Regions from separate parts of the Sus scrofa genome. Here region 2 is linked to region 1. Evidence: chromatin contacts called from public Hi-C data. All regions are on one chromosome and are shown on one strand. Each heading gives the region's core, a stretch centred on a gene start, on an enhancer-like site or on the middle of the called end of the contact. The rest is flanking DNA. Distances are from core to core; before and after follow the strand shown.

Region 1 (4,206 bases), core at 784-3,283:
GACTAAGTTGGCACGATGGTTTATAAATTAGTCTCTGTGAGTTTGTTACTGTGGGTCATTCCTCTCAGACTTTGGCCCCGCTGGGAAAATGTGCAAGAACGGGTTTATTGACACCTGCTGCCTGAATCCAGAGCCCTGAACTTTGAGGCCCACGGCAGGTCAGTGGGAGAGAGTGGACCTTATGCACGCAGCTGGAAGGCAGACCAGGAGACACTGCAGGTGAGCTGCCCTGCTCTCCTCTTTGACAATGAAAGCTTGGTCATGATGTTCAAGGCCTTTCAGGGACTCTGGGCAGAGAAAGGGTAGCCTCAGGGCCTTGGACTGAAAGGATTCTGGCAGAGGAAAATGTACTAACAGATGCCAGAGCACTGGTGAGCCTGCTGGGAAGTAGTCCTCCCCTCGTCCCCCTGACACCCAGCAAGTCCACCCACCCACCTACCCACACCCTCTGTTACCTGTGTCCCCCTTGCTTCCTTTCAAGCCTTCGGCTCCTGGACTCCCGGGACTCCCTGCTGGTCCTGGACAACAGATGCCATAGAGGGTGTCAGGGCTGGACGGGGTGGATCTTCAGACCTCACTCCCAAACTCACCACAGGACCCATAAGCTCACCTGTTGGCCCAGTGAGGCCAGGGCTGCCAGGCTCACCCTTGGCACCAGGGGATCCCGCAGCTCCTGGAAGGCCTGGAAGACCCCTGGTTCCAGGCTGTCCTGAAAGTTAAGTCATGAGTGAAAGGCTGGCAGAGGGCCTGGCTGCCTACCCCTTCAATACATCTCTGTTCTCTGCAGTGACACATGAATCGCTTAACACTTTAAATGCCCCACGTACAGCTTAATGGAGATCTCTCTTTAGAAGCCTTGAACTAGCCCTATTAGTGGGAGGAAAATTTAAGTCTCAGCAATTTATTTATTTATTTATTTATTTATTTTCCATTCACTGATGTAGGGTTTGGGGCTTATGGACTTACTAGGAATTCTGTGAGTGCTTCGCACCACTGGGCAGCAGAGTGGAGCAAAGCTCAAAAAAAAAAAAAAATCAATTAGGCTTTCCTCTACATACTGCTCTGTCCTCTTAGGAGGCACCAAGTTTTATGAAACCCTAGAGGCTCTGGCTTAATACTATGAAATAAAAGACAGTAAAGTCAGGAACAGTGGTAGCTGGAATGATGCCCAGATTCCCACAGTTCTTACCTTGATCTCCTTTGAGTCCAGGAACTCCAGCCACACCTAAAACACAGAGAGACTTTTAGTGATCTTTTTCCCCTCTAGCTCAGTGGACCAGAAAAAAAGGGAATACCCACAGGTCAACGGACCTGACCGAGCAGACTCTTACCTGGGGACCCGGGCATCCCCAAGTCACCTTTATGCCCCCGGGCTCCGGGGGGTCCCATGAGCCCCATGTCCCCTTTCATGCCCATGTCTCCTTTTCTTCCTGAAAAACCAAGAAGTTGCAGTCAGACATGGGATGAGGGCAAACCTGGCTGCCACGTCCAACTCTGACACTGCCCGTCTCACCCAAATTCCCAACTCAGACTCCTTGGACTCCTCCTTGGTGCCCAGAGTGGAAGATACAGTGGCTGCTCTCCAAAAGCACACCACCTTGCTCCAGAGACAAGACACCAACTCCTGAAATGTGGCCGAGGTGGCCCAGCTTGGCGGATGGGCTTCGGTACTCTCAGAGCCCTGGTCAGTGCCCCAGTCCCTAGAGGATGGACCACAGCCCAGGGCTCAACCAGCATTGACCAGCTTATCTGAGTGTCTGCATTTGGGGAATTGTTTTTTCAAACTTCCCAAACTGAAATCTGAATATTCCAGAAAGCAGATCCCAGGTGCTGAGAATAGAAGCTTTGAAGCATTGATGGAAAGAAAAACATTGCAGCAGCACTTATGCCCCCAGAGGTTCAGCCACAGGCTTTCCTGGTGCCCAAGGTTTCAAATTTTCCACTTGTCATCAGCATTCCAGGCTCACCCTTGTCCGTCCTCTCCTCGGTCCTCTGTCACTCCCTCCTCCTCTCTGCCACTGCTCAGCGCATACCAATCAAGGGAGGCTCCTCCCAGGCAGGGCCTGGCAGCCCTTCCCAAACTTGCCAGCTGTCCCACGGGATTAGGAAGCCATTAACATTTCATCATCAGCAGAGTCCCACCCCAAGCTACTCCCTCAGGTGCCAGGACTGACTGGTTGGGATAGAATTTGGTTAAAGTCTCTATTCTGTGATTTTTAAGATTTCAGAGCTGGAGAGGACTCAGAAGGGTGCCAGGCTCTTCTGGTACCCTTAGGTTAGGAAAGTAGACAAAGTCGTCTGGAGTGGAGGGAAAGAAGCCACTGTCATACAGGGCTCTCTGGGTCAAAAGTTTGAGTGACCTTAGGTGTCCACATGAGCAGAGGGGCCAAAAGGCACTTGTGAGAAGAGGCTAGGAATTATTTCCCTAGAGGGATTTGTTGGTGTCTTGTGTTTTTTTTTTTTTTTTTTTTTTTTTTTTTTTTTTGGTTTTTAGGGCTGCACCCGTGGCATGTGGAAGTTCCCAGGCTAGGGGATGAATCCGAGCTACAGCTGCCGGCCTACACCACAGCCACAGCAACGTGGGATACATCTGAACCTCATCTCACGGCAATGCTGGATCCCTGACCCACTGAGCGAAGCCAGGGATGGAACCCTTATCCTCATGGGTACTAGTTGGATTCATTTTCACTCTGCCATGATGCGAACTCCTTGTTGGTTCCCTATTGCTTGGGGCTGGCCAGAGTCATTGCATTAAGGTAATTGTGTGGCTGTATGAGGGGTCTTGTGACCGGTCTGGGCCTGAATCTGTGACTTCCATGCCTCCATCAAAGGGGGAAACCTGGGGAAGCAGAGCAGCACCAGTGAAAGGACCAGAGCCTGGCACCAGCTGAGGAGTCACATTTGCGCCTGACTTCAGAACCTTCCCATCATCACAGCTAAAGGTGGAGTGAGGGAAACAGATGTATCCCCTGGCACCTCACCACCTGGCATTACCCATCTGCTGGGACAAAGAGCGGAAAACCTAAATATGGCTGAGTCAGGTCTCACCTGGTCCGCTGGCCCCATCTGCAGGCAGTGCCTGGGGCAAGCAGTGGGTAAAGAGACATCTGGTGATCTTGGGCAAGGAAATTTGGGAAGAGGAGGGGTAGGTTAGAGTCCTGATTTCTGAAGATGTGAAACCAATGCATTTCCCCTTGCTGGCCCCAGCATTTCCAGGCCTGAGTCTGGGTGTGGCCACAGGCGAGTGTGGGATGGGAAGCAGTGTGGCCCAGACCCCAGGGGTAGAGTCTAAAGGGCAAAGGCCTGGCTGTCATCCCCTCTCTGGGGCTGACGGGATCCCCTTGAGAAAGCCTGGACCTCCCTTCCCAGTGCCAGGAGAACTGTCGAGGGCCACCTCAGAGGTCAACTGTCCCTCTGTCTTCCTGGTGGAAGGTGAATTCTCCTTCAGTCCAGCCAAGGAGAATTTTTGCAGCCCCTCTTCCCTGCCCCTTCATCTGCTCATTTCATTGTGGGGAGGTCCTAGTCTTAACAGGTTGTCCCTCCCTTACCTCGGCATAATTCATTCTCCTGAAACCTTTGCTGGTTGGTCCTCATTCTTCAGCTGGCTACCACTGAGAGCAAGTCTATTTTCTCTTCCATGAGATCCTGCCTAATATTTGAGAATAGTTGACACATCCCTGTAAAGACTCTTCCTGGAGGCCGGCACCCTCAGTTTTTTATCATAGAAATAGTTCTTCTTCACCAGGTACAGTATCACACATCCCATATACCTTATATTCCTGTTGTAATCAACCATCATTAAAAGTTTCTATTATTGGAGTCCCCATTGTGGCTCAGTGGGTTAAGGACACAGCATTATGTCTGTGAGGATGCAGGTTCGATCCCTGGCCTCGCTCAGTACGTTAAGGATCTGGCATAGCATAGGATTAAGCTGCAACATAGGTCACAGATATGGCTCGGATCTGGTGTTGCTGTGGCTGTGGTGTAGGCCAGCAGCTGCAGCCCCAATTGAAACCCTGGTCCAGGAACTTCCATATGCCGCAGGTGGCTGTAAAAAGAAAAATAAAAGTTGCTTTTATTATCCCTCTTTCATAGGTGAGTAAATTGAGGCTCAGAGAGGTGAAGTCGTCTACCCAAGGTCACATAGCTAGTGAGCCACACTAGAACCCAGATCTGTCTGATCTTGGAAATGATTCCCTTACCTTT
Region 2 (4,206 bases), core at 679-3,178, 360 kb before region 1:
GGCCAGGGATTTAACCACACGGTTAGGAGGGCACAGGTCGTCAGGGTCTTCCAATGTGACCTGTTTTTCACTTGGGTTCACATTATTGCATTTAGACCTTGGTTTGGAGGGGCTGCCTGAGGGCAGGCTGTCCAGTCTGTCTTGTTTGTCTAGGCTATCAGCTGAGAGTCCTCTGTGACATGGCATGCTGAGCCGTGGGTGTGGGGAGGAGAGGTCTAGAAGTGTTGACAGGTGTTTTGTAAGAGAGGCACAGGAGCTAGTAGATGTTTCTGATAGATTTGATGGTAATGGTGATTACATTGCAGTCAGAGCCATCTGTTGGGGTGGAAAATTCAGGAGTCAGTTAAAATTTAATGTGTTTATACTGACTTGGAACCTTAAGAGTATTTTGATTCTTGAGAGCTCTGGGGCAGTTCTGAAAGATAAAAAGATTGTTGGAGTTCCTGTCTCGGCGCAGCGGAAATGAATCCAACTAGTATCCATGGGGACTCAGTTCGATCCCTGGCTTTGCTCAGTGGGTTAAGGATCTGGTGTTGCTCTGAGCTGTGGTGTGGGTCACAGACACAGCTCGGAATCTGGTGTTGCTGTGGTTGTGGTGTAGGCTGGCAGCTGTAGCTCCAATTCGACTCCTAGCCTGGGAACTTCCATATGCTGCAGGTGCGGCCCTAAAAATAAAAAAAATAAAAAAAAGATGAAAGATTGTTAATAAATGATCCTTCCCACCCCTGTCTCCTGGGAAGAAGTTGTTCTTTCCCTAGATGGTGCCTCCCTCCACCTCCACAAAAATCTGTGTGTCCTATTCCAGTAGCTATATAACTTCACCTTTTTATTTTATTGTTTTTTTGGTCTTTTTGTTTTTTTAGGGCCTCACCCACGGCATGTGGAGGTCCATGGGCTAGGGGTCCAATTGGAGCTGCAGACGCCAGCCTACCCCACAGCAACGCTGGATCAAAGCCATGTCTGTGACCTACACCACAGCTCAAGGCAACACCAGATCCTTAACCTGCTGAGCAAGGCCAGGGATTGAACCTCTGTCCTCATGGATGCTAGTCAGGTTCGCTAACCACTGAGCCACAGTGGGAACTCTCTATAACTTCATGTTTTTACTAATCGATTCCTATTCCCTGAAGAGAGTTTTTATAAAACTTAAGTCCCATTATGTCCCCCTCTCTGACCTGCTGTGTATTCCAGTGATACAGTCTAGGACGTTGTCAGTCCAACAAGAGAATCTACGTGGCTGAACGAGAATACCTTAAGCTCCCTTTTGGCCACCTTGCCATATGGAGTATGTACCAATCAGGCTCGCTGAGGGTTTCTGTAGGAGAAAGAAAGAAGTGTTATGCACGGGAACGGTCTGGATGGAATTCTAGGATTTCACATTGGTCTGTATAACTGTCCCTCTCCCTGCTTCCTCTCTGTCCTGGTTATTACCCAGGAAAAAGCAGAGAGAGGATGATCCCTTTCTGAGGTTACCATGTTCAGGGAACAGACTGCCATTCTTAGTTGTGTGTTATAGGAGGAGATGAGGGAGGTAAAGTAAGAGTTCTTTTTGAGTTGATTTTTTAGGAGGCCCTTTCAGTTCTTAACAATATTAGATGGCTGTGGATGATAGGGAGGTGGCAGGTCTGCTGTGTTGGGAAGGAAGAAATTTTCCTCTACTCTTCTTGATTCTTCTAGATGGTCTAGGAATTAACCTGAGACAGATGAACAGGAGAAAACTGAAAGTCTAACGTGTGTACATGGGTGAGATCCAGAAAGACTGAGTAACTTGCCAAAATGTCTGAAACCCTCACCTTAAATATATCTCCAGCTAAAGACAAAAGAGGATATTGGGGGTTGTGGTTTAGGACTTTAGAGGAAGGAAGACAATTCATATGGAGGTGGATAAGCAAATGTTTGGCAAATAAACATTTGCTGGGCTGGGCAGAGACAGTGGAATACCGAGTGGACTCTGATCTTCAGACCCTGGTCCTCCATCACATTGCACCCATGTCTTTTGCATTTATCTCCGGTGATAGCTCTATTCCTGGAACAGGGCCACTATCTAAATTTTTTTAATCAATTAGGAGGAAGGTCAAAGTTTCTTCTTGAATCTTGGGCCTTAATTGTTTTCAGCTGGAAATAATCCACATGCACGTCAGAGACATTTTGGGGTGGCAAGTTTTGCCCTGCTACAATAAATACCTTGTTCCTTAGCATTTGTGATAAAAGATGTTCTATTGCCAGATTGCACATAGTATGGAAAAACCAAGCACACGGCACAGATTTATTTCAGGGGTCACAGTGGTATGACTGGGGTCAGCTGGTTGGAAAGTTAAACACTAACCTGAAAAAATGTCATCAGGGCTGTGGAATCCTGGGAGGAGATCGAGGGTCATATGCAGTCAGTTCGCTGGAAACAGGAGGGGACAATGTGATGTGGCTTCCCTCACAGCAGGACCTACGGGTCAGCTTCTGACCAGAGTCATAAGTCAGCCTGTTATGGTGGCTCTGAATTAGAAGCTGTGTCCTTTGCTGTGCATGATAATGGATGGTCAGGCAGCAATGGTGGCAACCCGGGCAGTGCAGGCTCCATCATCCGTTGGGTCCAGGTGGGCTCGTTGGAGAACAGGTCCTTTTGTAGGCATCCAGATGAGTCACTCAGGTGCCTCAGTCAACAGCTGTGAATTGTTTCTGCCATTCACAACCCTAAGAGAAGTGTCTTTAATTTGCTCCTTTGTGGTTTTCCAAGAGGCAGATCAAACAGCTAGACCTTTGACAACAGCTAAGAGTAAGTATTTTTAAGACTCATCTATGGGAATATTATAGCTAGAGCTGTGGGAACAGCCTTGACTCCTTCCACTGATCGGAGTGACTGTGTCCATTTTCACTTCTTCACAGCTGGAGCTGAGGCTGAACAGCCACGGTAGGCCAGTGGATACTGCTAGGTTGGAGCTTAGCCAAACCATTTGTGAACTAGGTCCAGGCATTTAGCGGAACCTTGGTGAATAGAGGATCCTGTCGAGTCAGTGGCTTTGCTCTTGGAGTGGAGAGGAAAGTTTTCCCCAGAGGGAAAGCTGCCACTTTTCTACATCAAGCTGACATGCTTATAGGACCTGACTTGCTAAGTTGTTAAATATATCATTTCCATTTGACAAGTGAACCTGTTTGATTCTTCCCACCTTATTAGTCATCAAGTGGAGTTGACTCACACCTAAATGGGAATATTAGGTTAAAGAATCAGAAGCTGTGTCAGGGAGGTGAGGAGTCCAAGACCAAAAGGGGCACCTCTGGGTGGAAGCTGTCTGCCTTTGCTAAAGGCTCCAGTTGGCAAAATCATTGGCTACAGAGAATGATATCTCCAAGGCTTATTAGGGTTGTGGGCCCCCAAAGTAGAGACATGCTGAAGCTTGCTGCCACTTTTGATGCAGCCAATTGGTTTAGGTACACTTAAGATGCTGTCTCGTTAACTTAAAAGAGCAAGTAAAATGTCCAAGTGAAGACTGAGTCAATGAGGGTTCAATTGGAGAAGCAGCAGAACCAGTAGGGACAAGATGCAGAACACACACACACTCCTCACGTGTACACACACCCTCACGTACACACACCACACATGGAATTGGTTTACTCCATGGCTGGCTAAGCTGGTGGAAAATCCAGAGGACGGGAGTTTCCATTGTGGCTCAGCAGTAATGAACCCCACTAGTATCCATGACGATGTGGGTTTGTCCTTGCAGGCCTTGCTCAGTGGGTTAAGGATCCGGCGTTGCCCTGAACTGTGGTGTAGGTCTCGGACATGGCTTTGATCTAATGTTGCTGTGGCTGTGGTGCGTAGGCCTGCAGTTGCAGCTCCCATTCGATCCCTAGCCTGGGAAGTTTCACATGCTGCACATGTGGCCTTAAAGAGCCTAAATAAATAAATAAAAATAAAAAGCCCCTCAGAGTCCAGCAGTAAGGAAGGGCCCACGAGGGGCAGGCTGGACTGCATAGACATCAGCTGTGGCTCGCGGTCCCAGGCAGCAGTCAGGAGAGAGGGTCCAGGGGAAGGTGGAGGAAGTGCAGACCCCACTGTGGTTTGGAGTCTCTGGGCTCAGGGATGCCTCACTCCTCCTAATGGGCTCCTAACTAGTCAAGTCAGTCTCACCCTTTTGATTAGTTTAAGACCAGCTGATTATGGATTTTAATTACATCTACAAAATGGTCACTGCCCCCTTCTTCCTCTCTCAG

The links. A called contact is a pair of places that touch in the nucleus more often than the background predicts.
Region 2: a Hi-C map of liver shows a contact between it and region 1, with 4 times the contacts expected there. The contact joins two enhancer-like sites. A contact is called at or near these places in 2 of 47 Hi-C or Micro-C datasets (both in liver) and 1 of 2 datasets of contacts at active chromatin or transcription factors (alveolar macrophages).

The regions. Positions count from the first base shown.
Region 1 is chr15:24,523,583-24,527,788 of Sscrofa11.1, reverse strand. MARCO (macrophage receptor with collagenous structure) reads right to left here. Exons shown (of 13, transcript NM_001256366.1): 5 at 1,332-1,430; 6 at 1,190-1,225; 7 at 611-709; 8 at 456-518. Among named protein-coding and RNA genes, the nearest start is that of MARCO, 23 kb to the right of the region's middle. Within about 2 kb of position 2,033, at least 2 of the 83 cell types and tissues checked have an H3K27ac peak or open chromatin away from gene starts, as enhancers often do. A contact at or near this core is called in liver, where this site is marked.
Region 2 is chr15:24,882,248-24,886,453 of Sscrofa11.1, reverse strand. The region is part of intron 1 of C15H2orf76 (UPF0538 protein C2orf76 homolog); the gene reads left to right. Among named protein-coding and RNA genes, the nearest start is that of C15H2orf76, 11 kb to the left of the region's middle. Within about 2 kb of position 1,928, at least 5 of the 83 cell types and tissues checked have an H3K27ac peak or open chromatin away from gene starts, as enhancers often do. A contact at or near this core is called in liver, where this site is marked.